2 separate regions of the Mus musculus genome follow, and region 1 is linked to region 2. A link is a contact called in public HiChIP or PLAC-seq data. All regions are on one chromosome and are shown on one strand. Each heading gives the region's core, a stretch centred on a gene start, on an enhancer-like site or on the middle of the called end of the contact. The rest is flanking DNA. Distances are from core to core; before and after follow the strand shown. Region 1 has its middle 25 kb from the start of Grhl3. Region 2 holds the start of Stpg1 (sperm tail PG rich repeat containing 1).

What was found. HiChIP or PLAC-seq counts read pairs in DNA pulled down with a chosen protein or histone mark.
Region 1: an H3K27ac HiChIP or PLAC-seq map of embryonic stem cells shows a contact between it and region 2, with 6 read pairs. The contact joins the enhancer-like site here to the promoter of Stpg1 in region 2. A contact is called at or near these places in 5 of 39 promoter capture datasets (the 3T3-L1 cell line, 3T3-L1-derived adipocytes, the C10 cell line and 2 more), 2 of 15 datasets of contacts at CTCF or cohesin (CD8 T cells and embryonic stem cells), 3 of 484 Hi-C or Micro-C datasets (embryonic stem cells and uterus), 10 of 115 datasets of contacts at active chromatin or transcription factors (acute myeloid leukemia, embryonic stem cells, intestinal villus epithelium and 3 more) and 2 of 9 other capture datasets (adipose tissue and embryonic stem cells).

What each region holds. Positions count from the first base shown.
Region 1 is chr4:135,595,642-135,601,520 of GRCm38.p6, forward strand. No RefSeq gene overlaps it. Among named protein-coding and RNA genes, the nearest start is that of Grhl3, 25 kb to the left of the region's middle. Within about 2 kb of position 4,055, at least 22 of the 459 cell types and tissues checked have an H3K27ac peak or open chromatin away from gene starts, as enhancers often do. A contact at or near this core is called in embryonic stem cells and intestinal villus epithelium, where this site is marked.
Region 2 is chr4:135,492,578-135,498,624 of GRCm38.p6, forward strand. It overlaps Stpg1 (sperm tail PG rich repeat containing 1), which reads left to right and starts at 3,410. Exons shown (of 9, transcript NM_030189.3): 1 at 3,410-3,569. It overlaps Nipal3 (NIPA-like domain containing 3), which reads right to left and starts at 2,001. Exons shown (of 12, transcript NM_028995.4): 1 at 1,853-2,001.

The DNA of each region.
Region 1 (5,879 bases), core at 2,805-5,304, 100 kb after region 2:
GACATAAATGGGATCCTACCGGGTATGTTATTTTGCAGTTTTAATCTCTCACTTAATAGCAAGTTGTGTGGTATTATTGCAGCACTTGGCCCACAGATAGGCCTTAGGTCTTCCAAACATCTGTACGTTAGGGCTGTGTGCTTTATTATTGAACCATGCATGCATTTAATTCCTTCCCTCTTCGATGAACATTTACCTCCTTCCAGTCTCCATGGTTACGGGCATTTTGTTTCATTTCTCCCTCTCGAGGGTAGGGTTGCATGCATGGCCGGCAAGCTCTCTGTAGTTGAACTCCCTTCCCAGGCCCTTACAAATATTTCTGCCTCATGACAGCAGGGGAATCGTAACCGAGCAAGGTCCAAGGGTTCTTATACACCTTGGGTTTCCTCTTCTTCCTAGAGAGCTTTTATCAAGTGCCCAGTGCCAAGACTTGATGACAGTCAGTGGAACAGAGCAACTACAGCCCTGCATGAGAGAGCTGGGCTGGCAGCCAGGGAATCCAACAGGGAATCCAACCTGCTGGCTGGCTGTGCAGTGCGTGTGGTCCTGTTCCTCCGGCCTTGTGCAAACACCTGGCTTTGTCACTGGCTGAATAGGAAAGTCAGCCCCGAATTAGCACTAATGTGAGGGTGGTGAACTCTCTCTCTCTCTCTCTCTCTCTCTCTTGTGAGGCCCTTTGAGAAGCACAAAAGAACTTCTTCAGGGGCTGGGCTGTTCAGCCCAAACAGGTCTGACTTGGAGACACATGTCCAGGAGGAACACACCAAGGCCCCAGGAGACTCTACAGTGGCTCTTGGATAACTGCTTTCCCCCAACACATATGGAGTGTTGAACACAGTTCTGGGTCCTAGAGGGTGTGTGCTCCTAGGCCCATGGCAGGCCTCAGTACAGGAGCAGGGCCTTTTGGCTAGTTAAGGCTTTGACATTAGAAAGGCCTGGGTTTGACATTAGGGGCTCTGTCTGACCTCACAGGCAGAGATACTCTAAGCAGGTCTGTTCCTTGCTGGACCTCAGTCCTCTCCTCCAGACCATGAGAAGGTAATGGCAATGACTTCAGGAGTTAAGGAGGTTACCGGGAAGGCTGTGAAGACAGCTCAGCTGCTAAAGCAACCGCCACACAAGCAGGGGACCAGGTCTGGATCCCAAGGACCTTTGAGTATCTATAACCCCAGTGCTGAGGTAGGGCCGAGCAAATCTCTGGTGCTCATTGGCTGCCCAGCCTCCTAATGGGTGAGTGTAGTGAGAGACCCTGTGTCAAAAAAAAAAAAGAAAGGAAGGAAGGAAGGAAGGAAAAAAGGAAGGAAGGAAGGAAGGAAGGAAGGAAGGAAGAAAGAAAGAAAGAAAGAAAGAAAGAAAGAAAGAAAGAAAGAAAGAAAGAAAGAAAAGAAAAAGTTGGAGAGCAGCCAGGAAAGACACTTGACATCAACTTCTGACTGCTACATACAAGTGTGTACACAGACATGTACACACACACACACACACACACACACACACACACACACGATGATTATATGCAGTGGTATCAGGCCACTTTCTGAGATGGAGGGAGAAGGCCTTTCTTGACCAGGCTGGCTAAAATCACAGGGCTATGCCACCTAGCCCCATATTGCTCCCCACCCCAACCTAAGCCATGGCATTTACCACCTCCTGACCCTCTCATGAGTTGCTTTCTTTGGCTTTCTCTGTCTCTAGCTATAAGCTACATGAGTGCAGAGCTTGGAGCTTTCACTCATGACTGTAACCCAAGAGTCTTATGTAGGCCTGATACACAGTAGGCCCTCTTTCAGTGCTGAGAGTTTTTGGTGTATATAGCACAGGCGTCTGGCATGCTCTAAGCTTTGATGAAGAGTGGCCATTGCAGGCCACTGCTGTTGGCTTTCTCTTTATTCTCAATGTGACTCCCAGGAACACAGGGACAAAGAGGTCCTAGCATACTGGGCTGGGCCTGTGGGAGGTCCCAACCTTCCCTGATGGCCTAAGTCCAGAGAATGGTGCTCCCCAGCCTGAGAGTCCTCAGTTAAGGTGGAAGGCTGGCAGCCGGGCTGTGTCCAGGGAGCAGCGCACTGCCTCTGGCCAGGCATGTAGCAACCTGCGAGTGCTGTGGCCCTAGCAACCTGGGTGAGGCACAGGGCTGGCACGCCCCAGGGGTCTGAGCTGAGAACTGGCTTGTCTGAGCCTGCTCACCCCTAATCTGACCACTAAATCAGGGAACTGACTGAACCCCGACTTGTCCTAAGGAAGCTCAGAAGCACCTGAACACTGAGGCCTTAGTTAGCCCTGGCTTTGGTCTAATAATCCTTATCCAGCAAGGTGCTAAGCACAAGGGCCTCTCCTGTATGTTAAAGGGTTTGTAACCACAGGCCGCCATCTCCCAGGCCACGGCAAGGACTGTACAGTTTCCCAAGGGTCCATGGGGTGTCAGGCCTGTGTGAGGAGCTCAGGTAGACGGTGAGACACAGAGTCTCAGCCATCATTCTGGAGCTTCCGATCTGACCCCGGGCGGAGGACATGAAACGTAGAGTTTCCAAAATTACAACTGGCAGAAGGCCAGGGAGGAAAAGTACAAAGGACTGTGCGTGCTTTTAATTGGGCACTGAACTAGGCTGGAGTGTTCTCTGAAGAAATGGCATTGAAGCTACGCAGGAAGGATCGTGGGCGTTAACCAAATTGAGGAGCCGGGGTCACGGTGGGCGGAGGGGAAGGGTGCCTCAGAACAAGGGAATGGTATGTGCAAAGGCCCAGTGGCAGGCAGGCCTGATGTGCAACGCGGCTTTATTGAAATCCTGCGACACCACCCCAAGAGGAAGCATCTCATCTCGTTGATTAGGAAACCGGGGTTCTAGAAAGTTAGCCAAGCGCCTGGGATTCCACGGGGCATGCTGGGCCTGTGGGGGTTTCCCGAAGGAAGACTCACCCTGAGTCACTCTGATCCAAAGACCAAGCTATAGAAAACACACAGAGAGAGCCAGAGTTAGTGAGGTTTTCTGGGAGGAAGCTCAGGGGGAGAGGTAAAGACGGGAGGAGAGAAGGGAGGGGACAGGAGAGAAGGGAGAGGAGAGGAGAGAAGGGAGGGGAGAGGAGAGAAGGGAGGGGAGAGGAGAGGAGAGGAGGAAAGGGGGAGGGGAAGAGAAGAGAGGGGAAGGAGATGAGAAGAAGAAAAGAGGAGAGAGGAGGGGAGAAGAGAGGGGAGGAGAGGAGAGAAGAGGAGAAGAGGGGAGGGGAGGGGAGGGGAGGGGAGGGGAGGGGAGGAGAGGAGAGGAGAGGAGAGGAGAGAAAAGGAGAGGAGAGGAGGGGAGAGGAGAGGAGAGGAGAGAAAAGGAGAGGAGAGGAGAGGAGAGGAGAGGAGAGGAGAGGAGGGGAGGGGAGGGGAGGGGAGGGGAGAGGAGAGGAGAGGAGAGGAGAGGAGGGGAGAGAGGTATCCTGCCTCAGAGTAACTTTGAAGGTAATTCTGAGATTCAGGTCTTTCTTTCCCTGTCTTGGAAGTCAGCCCATCTGATACACCTCTCTTGAAATGAGTCATCTTGGAACCCTGGGCAGATGTGCAGATAGGTAAATAAATAACCAAACATGTGGCCTGGGCCCCTCCTCCTGGGGGAGAGAGCCCTGCAGAGTCTGCAAACACCAGAAGAGTGAGCACCTTGGGACTCAGTGTCACCCAAGACCGTTGCTTCTCTTAGTGGCACTGACTAAAATTAAGCCACACAGCTAAAGACAACTCCATGGGTGACTGAGGTCTGTCTGGTGAGCAGACCGGGGGGGGGGGGGGGGGGGGGGAGGCTTGATCGAGGTTCAGGTAGCCTACTCCTCAGTCATTTGCAAGCCCAGCTGTGGCTGTCCCCCAGTGAGCAGCCTCAATTTGACTTCTCATGCAGGAGAAGGTATCTGCTTACTAGGAGGTGCTGGGGTGATCCCCCCATACTTCTCAGCAGGAACATGATGACTGTGGCTGGTGTCTCCTGTCAATGAGTGACACCCAGACACCCACCTGTCCCCAGGTAGCCACACCTAGCAGGGTAAGTGTTAGGTAACTTGGCATGAGACACCCATCCCCATGGGTCATGCATGCAATTCTGCATTTGTCCGGGTGAGTCACTGTCCACAAGGTAAGAACCTTAGGGTCCCAGCCTTGCCTTTTGTCCACCAGGGAGGCCGCACAGCGGTTCTCTGGGTTCACAGTAGAGGGTATGTCCAACTAGCTTCAAGAAGAGATCTTTCATTTGTGGGGGAAAATCCTTTAAAAAAAAGATTGACTGAAAACTTTGAGCCCCGGAAGCAGCAAGGCTAGTTACCTTGCCCAAGGTCACATGACTAGCAGGGCGGACCCAGGTCTGGAACAGGGTGTGGGAGAGCTCTAGAGCACCCTCCCACTCTCATGCTAATGCCTGTGTGTTAGTGTATGTGTGGAAGCCCACAGCCTACGCTGGGGAAGGTCAGCCACCCACTTCCGGGAAGTGCTTTCAATTTCCTTTGTCATAACATATATTCTTTTTATAGTCAAGGAAAATCAAAATGCTATGTTTTAACATCATTGTTGTAATTTGGAATATTTATCAGAGGCCCTTCAAATATCCTAAGGGGTTGATGCTCACCCAGGATCCCTTGGATCTGAGTCAGTTTCTGGAGACTCTGCTCTCAGATGTAGATACTTCATTACCCTTTTTGAGCATGAGCAAGTATGTGGTGTCTGCTGCAGGCAAATGACAGCCTTCAATGGCGGAGCTTCAAGCCTGGTGAGGCAACATATATGTGTGGTTCCAGTACTTGGGAGGCTGAGACAGGAGGATTGTCAATTCAAGACCAGCCTGTGCTACCTAGCCAGTCTGAGGACAGCTGGGCTATATAAGAGCCTAGCTCAAAAATAAAAATGTATGTGGTAACATAGGCCTGTAGTCTCAGCACTTGGGAGTTGAAGGTCTGCCTCTCTGCTACATTGTGAATTCAAGGCTAGTCTGGGCTATATGTAACCCTTTCTCAAACAAACCAAAAAGTCAAATAAAATAAAATAACTTGTCAGGCAGAGTGGTGCACATCTTTAATCCCTACACACAGGAAGCAGAGGCAGGTGGAGCTCTGAGAATTGCTGGCAAGCCTGGCCTAAAAGTCAGGTCTGGAGTAGACAGGGTTACACAGTGAAAGCCTGTCACAGCAAATGAATACGTTAGCTAGTTAATTAGTCAACTTTAAAAACAAACCATAAAAACATATAACTACACAGGAAGATATCAGTGGTGTAGACTTAAATATAAGAAGAATATTAAATTGTATACTGATTGTGGTGTCAACTATATTTTAAAAAAATCTGTAGGAAGTATGTACTGTGTATTAACAATAGTTTTCTGGGTGCAGGCTATGGCAACCATATACTTTTAATTCTCAACAATAATAATATAGGTGTCTGGAGAGATGAGTCAGCAGTTAAGAGCACCTGTTGCTCTTCCAGAGGACCAGTGTTTGGCTCCCAGCATCCACATCAGGTGGCTAACAACTGTTTATAACGTCAGACTTGGGGGAATCCAATGACTCTGGCTTCCAAGGAAAGCTGTGCTCATATGCTTATACCTACATGCACACACAGACACATGTACATTTTAATAATAATAAAAAATTAAATATTAACAAAGCAATAGTATATAAGTTTCTGATGAAGATGGTGAGAAAGTTATATACGATAAGAGCTACTGGTGGTCAATCAAATCACAACAAAGCCAGGCATGGATCTGGGGACAGAAAGACTTACAAGTCTTGTGGTTCATCTACTGTCAGCCAGCAGGCACAGGCTGAGACTTGGATCTGAAGCCAGATGGCCTCCCAGCAGAAGCTGCCCACAATCACAGCAAATGCATCTTTCTTTAGAGTAAAGATGGCTTTCTGGAGAGTGG
Region 2 (6,047 bases), core at 2,160-4,659:
TGGAGCCAGTTCCTTCCATCCTACATAGTGGTCCTGGGGATTGAACTCAACTCATTAAGCTTAACCGCAACTACCCTGACCCACTAAGCCATCTTGTGGGCCCACTCCCCAGTGTAACCCTATAGGGTTCATTCATACATCTATGCTCTTAGCTCCCAGGCATCTACCCAAGAAAGAGTTGAGGGCCTAGGTTTTAAAAACCTGCGCATCACATAGTTTCTAGTTCCCTCTACCTCCTGTTCCACACCTAGGAAAAGCAACAGCATGCACTGATGTCACAAGACAGACAGGCACAGACACCAAATGCCAGCTTAGTACAGGGCAGCCATGAAGACCTCTCTGCCCAGGTTGCACCTTGTCAAAGGGCCTAAAGTTAAGTTGTTGCTGCTGCTATCATTTGAGACAGTATTTCTGCAAGATGCCTCCCATATGTTTTTTGATATGTTAGATCCAATGCATATAGGATCAACTGGGAACCATAATTTTCTGGGAAGACTGGGAGGGCATAATTATAATTACTCTTGGATTAGACTGCATGTGTGTGAAAGCAACTCTGTGTTAAATGTCTGTATCTCTGTCCTGACATCGTTAATATGGGGGTGCTCGAGAGCTCCTTCTACCTGGGAGAGACCTAGGGCTGCTTCCAGCCTGGAGTTGAGGGGGCCCTGGATTGAAGGCACCTGTCAGGTCCTCTGCTGTTCCTGGAAACCTAGCTCAGAGCCTGGCAAGGTAACTTGCATAGATGCCCACTCGACCAAATGTAATGCCCATGATACACTGTGGTTTAAAAAAAGAATGCCTTACTCAGAACCCATGGCCACAAACAGATATACCCAGCCCCACCCACAGGATGTCAGAAAATGCAAACAGGCCTTGGGAACCAGCTAGGGAGGACAGCAGGTTGTCTCCCCCCACCGCACCCCTCTGTGTGTGTGTGTGTGTGTGTGTGTGTTGAGTCACTGGCTTTTAAACAGTAGCTTCAACTCCCCTCTCTACCCAGGGAACCCCCAGAGCTCTGAATACCCAAAGACAGAGGGAGGAAGATTCTCCTTGAACTGCCGTGTAGCATCACCCCAAAGCCTCCGTGGACTCTGTAAGTTGCATTCCCTTATAAGGCTCACACTTTGGCCTGGTGATGGTTTATTGTTGGTCCAAGGCTGACATATGTCCAAGAGGCACACAGCCAAGCCAGTGTTGACAATCACAGTCACAGTTTATGGTCACTGACCCAAGAGAATTCACAAAGTGCTTGCTTCCACTCGAATCCCCCGGCCTCATCTAAATGAATAACTCCGTTAACCCCACCGAGCAAGTCTTCCAGCGAGCATAACAGCCTCGCGGCCATGAAATTGGCTGTAACTAAAAACAAGGGTGTGTGTGTGTGTCCGCGCGCGCCCCCCCGCGTGCGTGCATGGAGGTCTTGTCACCACCTGACGATTCAGTTTGACCAAAGAACGTCGGTTTCATGCCAAGCTTTTCTTTCCCGGGGCTTTTGAGCACTGAGGGGTGACATTCTCGGAGAGACACACCTCTGTTTCAGTACCAAGCACAGAGCTCCCTCCATCCACCTGCCAGTCGCACCGGCTATTTCCTGCACGCTGGAGCCGGCAGTACTGGCCTTCCACTTCCTCATCTGGTAACGCCCAGCATCTCCTTCATTAAGGCAAACCCGTGCCCACCCTCCTTGAAAATATGGAAGAGACAAAAAAAAAAAAAAAAAAAAAAAATCGGAGGCAACAGAACCCAAACTGACAAGGCTGGCAACAACAAGGGAGACTATATTTATACTAGGGGATCAAAACAGCAAGCCTGATTTCAAGTACCCCTTCCCTCAGTCATGACCGTGACTCACCCGGGACGTTCCTTCTAGATCCACCTATCCCAGGTTCCGGAGAAGCGACTCGGACACTCCGTGCCACCCCTAGGTACAGCCTCTTGGATCCCTTCCCAGCTCCGAGTTTCCAAGGGGCTGCAGTGTTTTGCTTTCAAAGGTGGAGACTTGATTTGTTACACTGCCTGCCAGTCCCAAGCTGGCGAAGCCTCTGCGCAGGCGAGTGGTTGTCGGGAGGGGATGGGCGGGACATCCTGAAATAATTGGCTGCGTCGCCAAGCTCGCTTGAAGCGTAGGGGCGACCTGACACTCACCTGGAGGAGTCCCCTCTAGCGGCCAAAGGAAGAAGTCCGGGCTGCTTTGGTCCCCAAGTTATGGCTGCTCACCTCCACCTGCCGGACAAGTAGGCTGGGCTTAAGCAGCCCGCCTGGTGTCCCCCCGCAGTCTGCGCTAACTGCCACCGACCGTCCCGGGCGGCGCCCCTGCTGCTTCCATCAGGTAGCTCCAGTATCGAAACCCAGCAGAGCCCTGACACGTCTCGGGGACCGTGCGTACCCCTTCTTTCCTGCGCCTGCGTCCCACCTGTTGGCTGTATTGCGTCCTTAATTTCCCGGTACGCCTGCAGCTCAGCAGCCCCGGTAGGCTGTCAATCATCCTAGTAGTCCCGTCCCCCCCCCCGCACCCCTCCCCCGCCCGCTGCTGTTTCCCAGGGGTTCGGCTGTGAGCATGAACCTGCGCGTGGAGCTTCCAGCGCGCTCATTTTTCAGCACGCGCCGTTCAGTCCAGAGCCGCACAGCAACCTCTGGGGGAGATGTTGAGATCACACAGGTTTTACGAGGAAATGACATTGGGGAGACCTCAGCGATGGAAACGCGGTAGAACTGGGAGGGAGAGTTTAAGAGAGGATGGAGCTGCCATATTGTATTATGGGAGATGCCCAAAGACCAACTGGGTCGGTGCGAGATTTTTTTTTTTTTTCTTGAGGCGTGGGTGGCAGGAGATGTGATCTGAGGAACAAGCGGGAGACAGTTTCTAACAGGGGACTATCCCATAATTTTAAAGAAGACGCTGGTGGGTTTAAGCCGGGCTGTGGCTAGGCACTGTGGCTGCGGTGAAACGGGTAAGGGGCTCTTGGAATACTGCACGGTTGCCCTTGGGGAATTATGTCATCGACCTTTCTGCTCTCACACTCAGGGTGTGGATGGATGGGTAGGAACACTTGGGTTTATTCCTTCGATGAGTCACAAAAACAACAAACCAAACAAACCCAACAACCAAACAAAACCGAAACAATCAAACAAACAAACAAACAAGAAAAGGGAACTGAACCCCAGAAACAAAAACCCTAATAGTTAGTTCCCTGCCTAACAGGTTCTCCTTAGCATTGTCAATCCGAACCCCAAAATTCTGGTAGCTTTTTTTGTTGGTTTTTGAAACGTCTCCAACGATTGGTCAACAGCTTTTCACATTAAAGACACAGAGGACACCCCTGGCTAGTTAGCCAGTTGCCTGCCGCCGGACTCTGGAATGTTAGGCCAGTGGTTGCCATAGCGACCGGGCGGGAGGGATAGATTGACTAGTTAGGAACCAGTTCCTGTTAAGGGACCGGTCCTTGAGGTCTTGAGGAGGATTCCGCGCACTCCATGGGACACCCACGGAGACCTCCATACTCCGGGTGCGTGCGGAATCTCTGTGGCCAGTTGGGTGGTGCCTCGGATGCCAGAAGGTGCCACTTGGGGTACGAGTGGGTCAGCTTAAGCCCTCAGTGTACCAACGTGAAAAGAGCTCCCCCTTGGGCCCGGTGAATGGTTGGACATCTGATGCCCCTACTTCAGTCTTTGAGGGGGTCTCAGAACTGGGCGGTGGGTGAACCTCCAAGAGCCAGCTCTAACAGAACCCTTTTGGTACTCCCGCGTCTTCCTCAGCAAGTCTTTATTCTGGACTCCATTTTGGCCAAATGAAAGGGTGAGACTGGCTTCTCGAAGCCACTAACCAGTTGGTACAGTTCCATGTAGGCCTTGAACACACTCTCTCACCAAGCAAAATAGCTAATGGGTCAATCTCCTGGGGCTTTGAAAGGTCTTTTGAATCTCCTGTGCCTTCCACTATCCTTTAGTAGGGATGTTTCAAGTTGGAGGAAATCAGGCTAGACCGTGACCATCCGTCATGACCCATCAAGTGCAGGAGGCTCACCTGGCAAGCAGCATCCTGGGCAGAGCTAGGTTATATCTGTTCTCTACCAACTGTACCAGCATTCCATGGAAGACTGGAAAGCAAGATAGATACTTGTTTCCTTCTGGTGGTAGAATAATGTACTCTTTGACAGTTTTATACTTTCTTAAAATTTTCCAAAAATTTGATAATTTGCGTGAGAAGCATAATTTTAAAAATCTCTTGCAACTTTTAAAAAATAGATTATTTTAATTTTATGTACATTGGTGTTTTGACTGCATGTGTGTCTGTGTGAAGGTTGTCAGATTGCCCCTGGAACAGGAGTTATAGTTGTGAGCTGCCATGTTCATGAGAATTGAACTCTTAACCTCTCTCTGAGTCATCTCTCCAGCCCCGAATTTTTTTTCTTTAAAGACAAAGTCTCACTATGTAGTCCTGGCTAGCTTGGAAAGCTCTATTTAAACCAGGCTGGCCTTAGGCTCACAGAGATCCATCCACCTTTTCATGTTGGCATTAAAGGAGAAAACATCACTCCAAAATTTTTTGTTGTCATTTAAAAAAATTAATTTTCACTTTATGAATATGGATATTTTTCTCTGTCTGTCTGTTTCTGTAGCACACACAGGCCTGGTGCCTGTGGTGGCCAGGAAAGGGAGATTATCAGGTCTGTTTACACTGGAGCTATATAATGGCTTGGGGCCTCCATATGAATGCTTAGAATGGAACTCAGGCCCTCTGGAAAACCAGTCAGTGCCCTTCACCACTAGGCCATCTCTCCAGCCCTGTTGCTTTGTTTTGTGAGATAGGGGTCTGGACATATGATCCAAGCTGGCCTAGAACTCAGCGTGTAGATCGGGCTATCCTTGAACTTCTGATCCTCTCGCCTCTATTTCAAAGTGCTTGGATTACACGTCCCACTGCTGTTGCTGCCGAACAAACCAGGGCTTTGTCTTCATGAGACACCATTCCCAGCGTTCTCCAACAGCAGCGTCCTTAACGGGAGGGCTAAAAAATGGTCCTTACTAAAACAGCAAGGTCACACGGCAATGCGGTTAGTGAATACTGGCTGCTTTCAGAGACAGTAAAAGGCACTGTTCTCTGGTCAGTATTGATCGCTGTTTGGAAATATCTTAATGTTTTAAAGCCATAGTTTCCCGTGATCTTATTAAATGTTAAAATCTTAGATTATACAAATTGCCCTCGCGAAGAAGAATCCATCAAGGAACACACAGTGAAGAAGAAAGTTCTAGACGGACTTAAAATTGCTTACTCAATTCCCCCATTCACTAAGATTTAGAGACAGGGAGAGTTCCTTAGGGCGTATGGGTAAAATGAATCCAGAGTCAGCTCATGAAAAATTAACTGCTTTGGAGATGAAACTGTGTACATGCTATTGACAACTAAATGAAAAAAACAAACAGAAAAAAGAAAAAAGAAAAAACAGAATAATAGCCCCAGCCACATGGATTAGAAAACTCTTTAGATCTCAGACAAGCAGGTGGCCCAATAATGTAGTCCCTGAGAGAAGTTACCTCGATTAGGGAGGGAGCAATTTCCAGGCTGCCCTGCAGGCAGGAGGGCAGTGGAAACAAACTCTAGTCTTCTGAATTGAAGTGCATTAGCATTGCAGCTTGGATGGCCCCCAAGGCCTGTTTGTTGAAAACCTGGTCCCTGGCCTTTGATGGTATTGGGGGTTTGTGGAATCTTCAGGAGATAGGGCCCAGTGGAAGGAAGTTAGGTCACTGGGTGTGTGATGTTGGAGGAGCTATTGGGACCAGCCCTTTCCTGTTTTTCTTTGCTTCTCTGGATGCTGTGGAGAGGACCCCCCACCCCTACTTCCACTATGCTGTGTTCCCGAAGTCCGCGCTGATGTAGGCCCTGAGCAGCGGGACCGATGAGGAGGGGCTGAAACCCTGGGAGCCGGGAGCCAATACAAGTCTTTAAGTATTTTGTTTAAGTGATGGGATGCTACCTGACATAAGGACATGGAGGTCAGAGTCCAGGGAAGGCAAAGAATGCAGAATTGTGATCTAAAATACCAGAG